Regions from separate parts of the Mus musculus genome. Here all the other regions are linked to region 2. Evidence: chromatin contacts called from public Hi-C and HiChIP or PLAC-seq data. All regions are on one chromosome and are shown on one strand. The core of a region is the stretch at or near the end of the contact, and the rest is flanking DNA. Distances in the headings are between cores, read along the strand shown.

Region 1 (3,741 bases), core at 38-2,537, 190 kb before region 2:
ATTCCTCTGGGACAGGCCTTAGTCTGATCAGAAAGTGTCTGGTTATCCCAATACTATTCATGGCACTATCACTCCAGTAAGCATCTCTTGCCAGGCTGGTTGTTACTGTAGCTCTCAGGGTTCACAGCAGTGCAAAATTGTTGGTGACTTTTCTCCCTCAGCAGCCTGCATCGCATCTTTCAGCACTGAAAACTCTAGTCAATCATAAGCCTCCAGGTCAGTACCAATTTGTTTCACCACAAGCTGTGACGAAAGTGTGTGAAGTCTCCAGCAATAGAGACTTACCACCAAGTTCTTGTGGGCTACTAAGAACAATGGCAATAGCCTGCTTTTGTTATTATTTTTGTTTGTTTCTTGCTTTTTGGTTTTTCGTATGTCTGGAACCCTCCTGATCATCTGGAAGATGGGATATTCCACATCTGGCCACTGGACTTTTTGTTTGAGAGAGTTATTTTAATTGCCCACTAGAGTTCTGCAGTTGGTGGCTTAGAGGATTTACTTGAAAAAATGCAGGACACAAGGACACGGATGTTGCCTCCCACTGGAGACCTCTGACACCTCTTTTGATCATGCCTGCATTTCTTCTTCCACCTACTTCCGGGGCTTCTTCTGATGGATTAGTCTGTCTTTGAAATCTTGAGATTTATGACACAGTTGTCTGCACCTCCACCCTCTGTCAGAGCTGAGAATCAGCTGCTACCCCAGCCCCTGTTGGTCCACATCCTTGAATTTAATCTGTTTATTCTTTATAATCTATAATGCAATCTCCAGTCCAAGTCTAAATTATTTTCATAACTACTTTGGGCACAGCAACAACCATAAATTCTCCTTCCCACTTGGCAGCCTTGAATTTTCATAGCTGGATATTTGCTGGGACTTTTAAGTTATTCTAAATGCCCGAGTCAGCGAGTGGTACAGCCCAGCATGGATGGAGAACACGCAGCAATCCCCTCATTGATCAAAATCAATCAGTGCTTTGAAATGGGAAATAGTATAGATATTTACACTACAGAAATCAGAATAGACTTGGCAAATGGCCATTTTTCCTTTGGATCCTAGCTCTGGTGGAGAACTAATTTACAGAGGCCCAAGTGCCAGATTGGTAAAAGCCCTGCATGGCATTTCTCTGGACAGATACTGGCTAGCAGGAGGGGTGGGCCTGGCATGGTGGGTAATGACTAGTCTCCAGACTTTAAAATGTCTAAAGCTAAGCTCTGAACACTGCTCCTAAACCTCCCCACTTCTGTGTAAGTGCCCTCCTAGTTAATGACCACAGCAAGGAACGTTGCCCAAGTCGTTAACAGGAACTGTGCGTTCAGTTCCTCATCTGTGGACTTGGCGTGTCGTGCTACTGGGGGAGGGAGGGAATTGTGCTTTGGAATCGAGCTTGGCACAATACTAGTTTTTTGAAATACCCTGTGCACGTTGAAGTCATTGTTCAGACTAAGCTCTCTACCCTTGACCTCCTCTCCTCCTACCTTGACTTTTAAGCTATGTCAGTCACCATGTGTCTTAGCTTTATCAATTTTATGGTGACCTCCCTGGGACAAGCTCTTATGTGAGTCTGAATTATTTTCTTGGCACAAAGTTGTTTTCTAGCTTTCATTATCGACTCCTTTACAGTCTGCTTTTATTTGTTTGTAATATTATTATTATTTTTTAGTTAGAGTCTTCTTATGTAGTTCCAGGTGGCCTTTAACTCCTGGTCTTCACATCCCTGCCACTGAAAGCCATACTCCAATGCTGGTTTATTTTTTTTTTAAATGATGATCCCCATCAGGCATGCAAGCATGGTTCTTCTAGGGCAAGGAACAGGTTTGTCAAAACAAGAATAGGGGAGAAAGCAAGGCTAGGCCTGGGGAAGGCCATGGAGCTGGGCAAGGATGGCATAGGCAGTATAGATAACTAGGAGCCAGGGAGAGGGAGAGCAGTTTATTCTGTCTGAATTACAAAAAGTACAACATGAACTCCCAGTCACTTGGAAATGAGCCCAGGATGAAGAAAATGGGAAACACAACTCCATCAAGGGCTCTACAGGTAAGACTGATAACTTTGAATACTAGTGAGTCAAAAAAAAAATGGGCTCTATAGTCTGACTTTGTCATAGCAGTATTCAGTGTTAGGAAGCCTGGACATATTTTGACAGAAATGACATTTCCAAACTTGGTGGTATGTGGAGATGACGGCATTGATAGTATTGACCTGACTTTCCTAGGCTGTGCTATTGGAAAGTCTTGAGACTGGATAGATACGGTTAGGATACAGGAGAGAGATTTGGTGGGGATGGAGTGAGGTGGTGATGGGTAGCATTTTGAGACAGTCTAGCTGTCCTAGAACCCACTGTTTAGCCTAGGCTGACTTTAAAAATCACAACAGTTGTCAGTGCTGAGATTATGGACGTGATTCACAATGTCTGGGATTCTCTCTCTCTCCTCATCTTCCCTCTTCCCCTTTGATAGGACCATGATTGCAAACTAAACAAACATAATTTTAAAAAGAAGTTATTTTGCTTACTCACTTTAAAATATCACTAACAGAAAGATACTGCAAGATAAACCACTCACCAGGACCCTGACTCCCATCCTTACCGCCTCACTGCTGCCCTTTCTGCTTCACTGGTCTGCTTACTGGCCCCATTCCAGCCCCGATGGTGACCTGGCTTCGTCTCATCTTTTAGCTCATTGCTTCTTGCCAGTTTCAGGGATTCAGGACCCCTTCTCTGGTGACTTGAGGGGGCTTTTCTCATTATGGCTGTTATATAGGTATATTCTATATCATATATATATATTCATTCTATATGCTAAAGAGGTCAACTGAAATATTCTGTATCATATGCATATATTCATCCTATATGCTAAAGAGGTCGAACTGAATCGTTCATGAAGATGGGCCTCAGTTTAGAGCCTGGTCCTCGGTAAGCCTTCCTATGAGTCAGTTCTACATTGTCTCAAACAAACCAATCAGCATCTAGTGCTGCATCATTTATTCTGACCTGCAGGTGCTGCCATTGTCCCCACAGCTCACTAACAGCAGTGCCTTCTGCTCAGGTGCTGAGAGCATGAAGCTCCTATCAAAGCACGGCCTCCACTCCAGAGTCTCCCAGGACGGACGGGTGCTGTCTCATCCGTGGCTTAGGACTCCCTCTTCCTTGGCTAGTCAACCTGAAAGAGTGTTTATATCCCAGTGTTTTGTAGGGTGGATCTGTGGGGAGACTCCTCATCCCCATATCGTAATGCCTGGCTCTCCGAGAAAGGCTTCTCCTCCATGACTCTGTTGTTAAGCAACAGTAGTTAAAATTCACTTTCCTCCAATTTTTCAATATCCTCTACCTCATGACTTTGCATCTATAGCTAACCCAAGCATTGAAATCTTTCTGAATCTTAAGCTAAAGCATTAATTCCAGAGGAGAACACTGACACATCTACTTGGACAGGTGTCACCCGTATGCACCATCAGAATTGCCTCCCCCAACAGAGCTTGCATCTTTTTTTTTTGGATAATAGATCCTGAGACATAAAATACAGGTAGGATGTTAGTATCTTCCTTCCTCTCATTAAGTTGCATTGATGTGAGGCTCCAGACAGAGAAGCACTGGATTCTGTTTCCATGGCAACTGCTTCACTGCCTAGGGGAAAAACAGGACAGCAATTGAAGTCTGTGCTAATGGCAGTCCTAAAAATAATCAGTAATGTGTTGAAATCAAGTGGAAAGACCCAGGAAATAATAGATAAAATTAAACCT
Region 2 (3,367 bases), core at 281-2,780:
TCCACGATATGGCCCACTTCAGTCTCCTGGCCCTCTGTCTTAGCCTCCTGAGTGCTGGATTACAGTGCATCCTCATTCCTGTCCAGGAAACTTCCTGAATCTTATCCTACTACTGGACCACAGATACCCAGGGCTGTGGTTCTACGATGTGTTCTCTTCTTACTCAAAGTTCTCTCCTACCTTTCATCTTTCTTGTCCTACCTATTATCCTTCTGGGTCAATTTATCTTTTAACATCATGGCAACTGTTGTTAGAAGTGACACAGATCTTCAATCCAAGTATATAACCAGTGTGCCACCCCCCTCCTTTCTTGGCATATCTTCATTTGACTTTCACCCCATCAGAGTCTAAGGCAGGCTGTAATTAATTTTGCAAAGAGTTCTCTCTCTCTCTCTCTCTCTCTCTCTCTCTCTCTCTCTCTCTCTCTCTCTCTCTCTCTCTCCCTCTGTGCACACATGTGTTACTGTGATTACATGTTTGAGGCTTGGCTATTCTATTTAAGAATGCCACAGATCACGACATTCATGGGTGTGACACTGGCATCAATTCAGCACAAGTACATTGACTACTAGAGGATTCTAGAGGCAAGTGAGGGTCACGTTGCTATGCTATCTCATGCTGTCCAATTCTCCAGCGTCATTCAGCCAGCACCAACCTTGGCATCCTGGCAGTGTTTCAGAATGCTTGCTTCCTCAGAAGTTCAACGCTGTACACTGAACACTGTGTTTGCTTCCCAGTTATAGAAAACACTTGCAGCTTTGCTAATGTTTCCTGTGGGTTTTTTTTTTTGTGTGTGTGACTATTTTCTTATGGTTATTCTAATACTATGTATTATTCTATTTAAGATTTTTCCAGATGTCGATGAATAACAAAATAACATTTTGTTATTTCTGTATAGACTTAAGAACCAATTTGTAAATTTCCTGAGAAATTCTGGTAACTCTATGATGAGTAAATTAAATTTCAGCAGCATGGTTTTTTGTTTGTTTTGTTTTGCTTTTTGGTTTGTTCTCCTTAGAAAGTTTCCTTCTTGAGGTTTGGTGAACATCCCAGACGCCTGATTGTTTGTTCTCTATAATCCCACAGGGACTTTTAAAGCCACTCTCATGTCTCTTCCCCATTATTTTACTTTCTTAAAAATTTAAGAGTTAGTTTTTAATGAACACATAAAAAGATAGAAACTATATGTATTACTGTAGTATACTTTGATACTTCAATTTAAGTATACATTGCATGTTTAAGTCAGGTTACACACATCTTTCCAAATATTTACCATTTCTATATGATGATAACATTCAAAATCTCATTTCTAGCTTGGAAAAGTCAACCATATGTTAATGAGTGTTATGCATAGATACATGCCACACTAGAACTTTTTATTCTTTCTTTCCTTTTTTTTCCCCTGGGGGAGGAAGTTACTTGTCTAGGATGGAATACTGTCCTTGTGTTCATGTGGTCAGCATGCTATCTACTGCTGAGGCTGAGTCACATCCCCAGGGGTTGCTGCTATCTAACTGCAGCTCAGAAGGCCCTGATTAGCCTTCCTCCTATCTCCCGTCCCCTCCCCCTCCGCTCTCCCCAGCAGCTGGCCTTGAGTCCTCTCCTCTTCTCACAGCTACATTCTCTAAGCTACAAAAGATTGCCCATAACTTCCGAAGGGTAGCATGATTTTCAGAAGTTTCTGAGAAAGAGTCTTAGTGTTTTCACACTGGTGCAAGATTCAGCATTGATTCTAGTGAAAACCAGGAACCCTATTGTTTCTAGCATATAAATGACCAGATAAAGAGCCAGAATTTAAGGCAAAAATAAAAGACACCAGTCTTTGCTCTTTACCACAGGAAGATCCAACTGCAGCAAATGCTGTCTGTTATTCTACATACTATTAGAGAAATTCACAAAGCAATAATGAAGCTTAGAAATCATTTTCATATGACTTCGTAAGCTGTTGACTCAAGAAACAAATCTTTTATTTCAAAAGGGTAAGAGGCTCTTGCTTTTGGTGCCAAGTAGAGTGACCATGACCTTGGAACATAGATTTAGATCACTGCATATTACACATTCCAGTGTGGCACTGGTTTTATGACATTTGTATGGTAGCATAATAAAGTTATAAATCAAGATGTCATTGATTAGGGATCTCGGCTTAGGCCTCAGATACTATCTGCAGATATCCTTAGCTTTTGAATTGCTTGAGGATTGTTAGTGCATTCCAAAAGGTTTCACCTGATAGTCACAAGAATGTAAAGTCAGATATAGAAGTAGACAAGGAGTGGCTATCATTGGGGCTGAAGATAGATGACCCGGGGTAAATTGTAAGGTCTTTAACTTGCAACATTCTATCCTGTCCATAATCAATGAAGTTCTAATCAGTTTATCAGTTTTGTAAGGTGCAGCTTCTTTGTAGCTTTCCTTAACAAACAAACAGGAGGAGGTCTTGCCTGGATGCTATTATCTGGAACCTAGATGAGGGTCAAGGACTATCTGGTTACAGCCTGTGTTGAAGCAGGTGATGTGCTCTGTCCTGAATGGCAATGCTCCCATTATCCAGTAACTCCTTTTGTACAAACAGAACAGGTGGTAAGTCCCAGCCCAACTGCAGATTATGCTTTCTTCTGACCATCTCTCTCTCAGAGATACTGACCTCACAAGCATCATGCATTCATGTTCCTGGGTCACCTTATTTGCATTTCAACCTAAGTGAAACACTGAGACATACAAAAGCACCTGTACCAGGGGCCTGGCTGGTCCCATCAACTAGACTGCTAACATGAGCTGACTTGTCACTTAATGCTATGCCTTGTGTTTTTCTTACTATTATGAATGGTTTCACAGACTATCAATACATGACCAGCCCATGACCAAATGAAATCAAGACAGAAACAGCCCAATTGCATTCATGTTTGAACATGGATAAAATATAAATAAAATATCAAGCATTCTCCTCTCCTGGTAAACAGAAGTGCCTTGGTCTTTGTACCTGTGGACTTTCATCAAGATAAGCAGAGGGGCAGCCCTGCTTCCTGACAACTTATGATCCAGACCAAAAAATATGTTGTCTTTCCTAGAATCACCTAACATGATTCTCAGTGTCTTAGTTAGGGTTTGTTAGAGTCACAGAAATTATGGCTCTCACTCTCCCTCCCTCCCTCCCTCCCTCCCTCCCTCCCTCCCTCCCTCCCTCCCTCCCTCCCTCTCTCTGTGTATGTGTGTGTGTAAAGGGAATCTATTGGAATGACTTTCTGGCTTCAGTCTAACTAATTCAACAATGACCCACTGTGAATAGAAAGTCCAAGAATCTAGCAATTGTTTGGTCCCATGAGGTTGGGTGTCTCAGCTGGCCTTCTGTATAAGCTGGAATCCCAAAGAA
Region 3 (3,251 bases), core at 347-2,846, 150 kb before region 2:
GTTGCTCAGTAAGCAACAATGGTTGGGTAAAGGCTTATGTTTTATAAGACTGTTGGAGGTGCATGTGTAGAAACAGCTGCTATAAAAATCATCCTTAATTATGCATTTATGCTAAACACTAGGATGAGGGGTTTTATTTATTTGCTTTATTTTTTTCTTGCATTTTTATACGGCAACATAAAAATTTTACCTATTAGTTACAGGCATACACCGTATAATGTACAAATGAGGGTAAACCTATCTAACATGCTGGTCTTACAACAGTGGGGTGGCTACAGGTAACAATTATATGTTAAATATGCTCAAAAACCTTGAGGAAGGGAAGTCTGAATGTTTGCACCAGGTAGAGGTGATAAAAGTTTGAGAAAGAAATTTTTCTTTATACACAGTCCTATTTAATAATCGTGGAGTCTGTTTATGAAGATACATGATCAGCCCTGTGACATGGAGGAGGAAGAGGCAGGCAGGACTTGTCACTTGTTTAATGTCACTAGACAAGGAAGTCAGATTAGAGAGCAAGAGGTCTGTTGGGTCCCATAGTCTAAGTCTCAGTCATGAGTTAACCATGTTCTCTTCCTAAAAATTTGAAGCTATTTATTTATTCAAGTGAGAGTGAAGAGGGCAGGAAAACCTGAGAAAACAAAACAACCATTTGCCGTGGACAGCAGACAATTGGGTTTTTCTTCTCATATGTTCTCATGCAGAGTGTTCTTCATTGCCTAAAATGAGGAGACTTCTTTTTATTTAATTTTATAGTAAGGCATGGATGCTCTTAAATATGTGGAGAGAAGCAAGAAGATTTCTCTGACTTCTGTAGATCACTTCTTGCTCCTCCTGGCCATTGGGTTGTACAGGAAACAGCTTCCTGCCTGTTCTTGTAGTGACTGTCCTGTGGACATGCAGTATCAGGCTTTAGTTACCTTTGAACACTTCCTCGCTCTGAGATGAGAAGTGCTGTTGGTGAGTGGCCGTGTCCAGGATACTGGCTCACAGCCTCTCACAGTTCAGTTGTCCCATGTGCTTGTCTCAGAAAGTTGCATGATATTTTCTATTCATATTTGACCACACTGGCCCAGCTCATCTTCCTCATATGATAGACAGATCGTACACAAGTTTATTCTTTCTCTTTCTCCTTTTTAAAATCAGCACAGTATTTGGGATATACAAGATTGTCTAGCTCTTCTGTTTTAGAATTGAATTAGGTCTCAGGAGCCTCAACCACTTAGTAAAGAAATGAGGAGGAGGAGGAAAGAAACAGTAACTGATGATCTTTTGGGTCAGCTTGCGGGTCTTTCTTTCTCTTAACTGTGTGTCATTGACTGTGATGTACCTACTGTGTATAAAGCAAAGACCTTCCAAATGCTCTACCCGACACTATCAATGAGACGTCGGAGGAGTTTCCTTCGAGACAGGCTGGAGTGGGGGGCAATTAGAATGGTTGAATTAATGTGTTTAAACCGTTGGTGTGCCACCAACTTCCGAATGGGTCCAGCAGCTGTTTCCTGCAGATAAGAGCACTACAAGATTCAAGCAAGGGGGGTTGAGTTTCTAGCTAGGTGAGGAAAGTTGTAGATTTCAAACATCCCAGGCTGTTTCAAAGGGCTTTCCGAAATTCCTGGCATGTCTGGACACTCCCATCAGAATTCCTGAGGGCTCTTCTGTTCAGGCTTGTTCAGAATGAGTTAAGGGGGCTGCCTTCCTAGATGCTTGTAATTGAGTTGTTTTCTTCAAGAGCACTGTGCTGACTTTTGAATCATAAGTAACCCTGGCCATAACCATCTCTGGGACTTTGCTTGGATGAAATGGGGGCTTGCAAATGACAGTTCTGGTTTTAAGCCTGAACTGTTGTTCAATAGACTCCATCGAGGTCTTTCCTGTTGATGAGGATTCCACAGGGATGTATTATACTTTATTCAGCTGAGCAGTGAAATGGCGTTTCTATCCAGTGACTGAGATTTAAACAACTTTAGTGACATTTAAAAAAAATATCATCTATGCACATGCAGTTGAAGAAGTGACATTTGCTTAAAGACACCTTGTGAGGCTATGTGTGAATGTGTGACCACCTTCCCAAGAGCACTGCTGTGCTCACACTCTTCTATCAGAAGAGAAAAACAGAAACCAAAGCAGTCTTTTTCCTGCTTTCCTTCTTTGGTGACTCCAGAAATTGATGCGAAGCATCCATTTTCTCTTTTGAATCTGGGACTTCTAAAAATTCTCCCCACCCCTGGCATGCTGATGTAGCCTCAGAAAATCAGACAGCTGTTATTACAAACAGAGACCGCTCTGCTCAGACCTTGAATAGACAATTATAAATGTCTGGATTCTTTCCTTTCTTGTGGCGGCTGCTTTTTTAGATGTGGAGTAAAACCACACTAAACCAGAGGATGCTTGAGTAGTAGTTAGGAGCCTGTTCTTGCCACATCCATAAATCTTGTTAAATTTTCTTTTACTGTCTACAGTAACTTTCCACTTCATAAGACTTATAACTGACCAGGAGTGTCATTTATATAAAAGTCTTAAAACTTGTGAAGACACAGGGACCTTGGAATTTGGTTACAAAATGTCCCACGCCCGACAGGTGAGAGAGGACGTGAATTAGTGAGTGATCTGCCCAAGGACATTTGCTATTCAATGCAGCAGCATGCTGAGTGAACTATTTGCTTTCTGATTCTGTAGATGGCCGACCTCGCCCTATCATTCTCTGGGACTCATCTCTAGCATCTGCAAGCAATGATAGCCATTCCTCTGTTAAGATCACCTGGGGAACTTATCAGCGGTTGCTAAAACAGAAGTGCTGGCTGAATGGCCGGGTTCCCAGACCTGAGTGGGACTGCACTGAAATCCATCACCACGAGTGGTCCAAGATGGCTCTCTTTGATTTTTTGTTACAGGTAAGTTTATCCAATCTCCTGTGGCTTCCTAAGACTTGTTGTAAGGCCTCAAAGGAAACTTCAGCATCTGGAGTGTCTACAAGGTTGTAGTTTTAAGTTACCATATTGCTAAATTGTTATTGGGAGAGAATTTAGAACTGAAAAGTCTTAGAACATATATAAAAACATCCTCCTTTTTTGTTAGTATGTGTGTTTGACTGGAAAGAAGGAAACAGACAGGAGTGGAAACAGAATCCTCCGAGGTTATAAGTCCAGTCTAATGTACATGACCCTCTGTTTCAAAAACAAAACAAAACAAAAAATGTAGAGAAAACACTAGCTTAGTCACCGTCTAAGGAATGAACTGTTGACCTAGAG

Evidence for each region. A called contact is a pair of places that touch in the nucleus more often than the background predicts. HiChIP or PLAC-seq counts read pairs in DNA pulled down with a chosen protein or histone mark.
Region 1: a Hi-C map of bone marrow-derived macrophages shows a contact between it and region 2, with 33 read pairs. The contact joins two enhancer-like sites. A contact is called at or near these places in 6 of 39 promoter capture datasets (embryonic stem cells, frontonasal cranial neural crest and neural stem cells), 8 of 15 datasets of contacts at CTCF or cohesin (the NIH/3T3 cell line, embryonic stem cells, hippocampal excitatory neurons and 2 more), 157 of 484 Hi-C or Micro-C datasets (3T3-L1-derived adipocytes, 8-cell embryo, the AML12 cell line and 78 more), 19 of 115 datasets of contacts at active chromatin or transcription factors (the HPC-7 cell line, SST interneurons, VIP interneurons and 12 more) and 1 of 9 other capture datasets (adipose tissue).
Region 3: an H3K27ac HiChIP or PLAC-seq map of trophoblast stem cells shows a contact between it and region 2, with 7 times the contacts expected there. The contact joins two enhancer-like sites. A contact is called at or near these places in 1 of 15 datasets of contacts at CTCF or cohesin (the NIH/3T3 cell line), 9 of 484 Hi-C or Micro-C datasets (the 3T3-L1 cell line, the G1E-ER4 cell line, the HPC-7 cell line and 5 more) and 4 of 115 datasets of contacts at active chromatin or transcription factors (the HPC-7 cell line, extraembryonic endoderm stem cells, heart atrium and 1 more).

The regions. Positions count from the first base shown.
Region 1 is chr3:79,863,679-79,867,419 of GRCm38.p6, forward strand. All of the region lies in intron 1 of Gm36569 (a long non-coding RNA gene), which reads right to left. Among named protein-coding and RNA genes, the nearest start is that of Gm40073, 13 kb to the left of the region's middle. Within about 2 kb of position 1,288, at least 23 of the 459 cell types and tissues checked have an H3K27ac peak or open chromatin away from gene starts, as enhancers often do. A contact at or near this core is called in adipose tissue and bone marrow-derived macrophages, where this site is marked.
Region 2 is chr3:80,051,546-80,054,912 of GRCm38.p6, forward strand. No RefSeq gene overlaps it. Among named protein-coding and RNA genes, the nearest start is that of Gm36569, 170 kb to the left of the region's middle. Within about 2 kb of position 1,531, at least 48 of the 459 cell types and tissues checked have an H3K27ac peak or open chromatin away from gene starts, as enhancers often do. A contact at or near this core is called in the G1E-ER4 cell line, the HPC-7 cell line, adipose tissue and 3 more, where this site is marked.
Region 3 is chr3:79,905,910-79,909,160 of GRCm38.p6, forward strand. Gask1b (golgi associated kinase 1B) reads left to right here. Exons shown (of 4, transcript NM_133187.3): 2 at 2,680-2,894. Among named protein-coding and RNA genes, the nearest start is that of Gm36569, 21 kb to the left of the region's middle. Within about 2 kb of position 1,597, at least 56 of the 459 cell types and tissues checked have an H3K27ac peak or open chromatin away from gene starts, as enhancers often do. A contact at or near this core is called in the G1E-ER4 cell line, the HPC-7 cell line, heart atrium and 1 more, where this site is marked.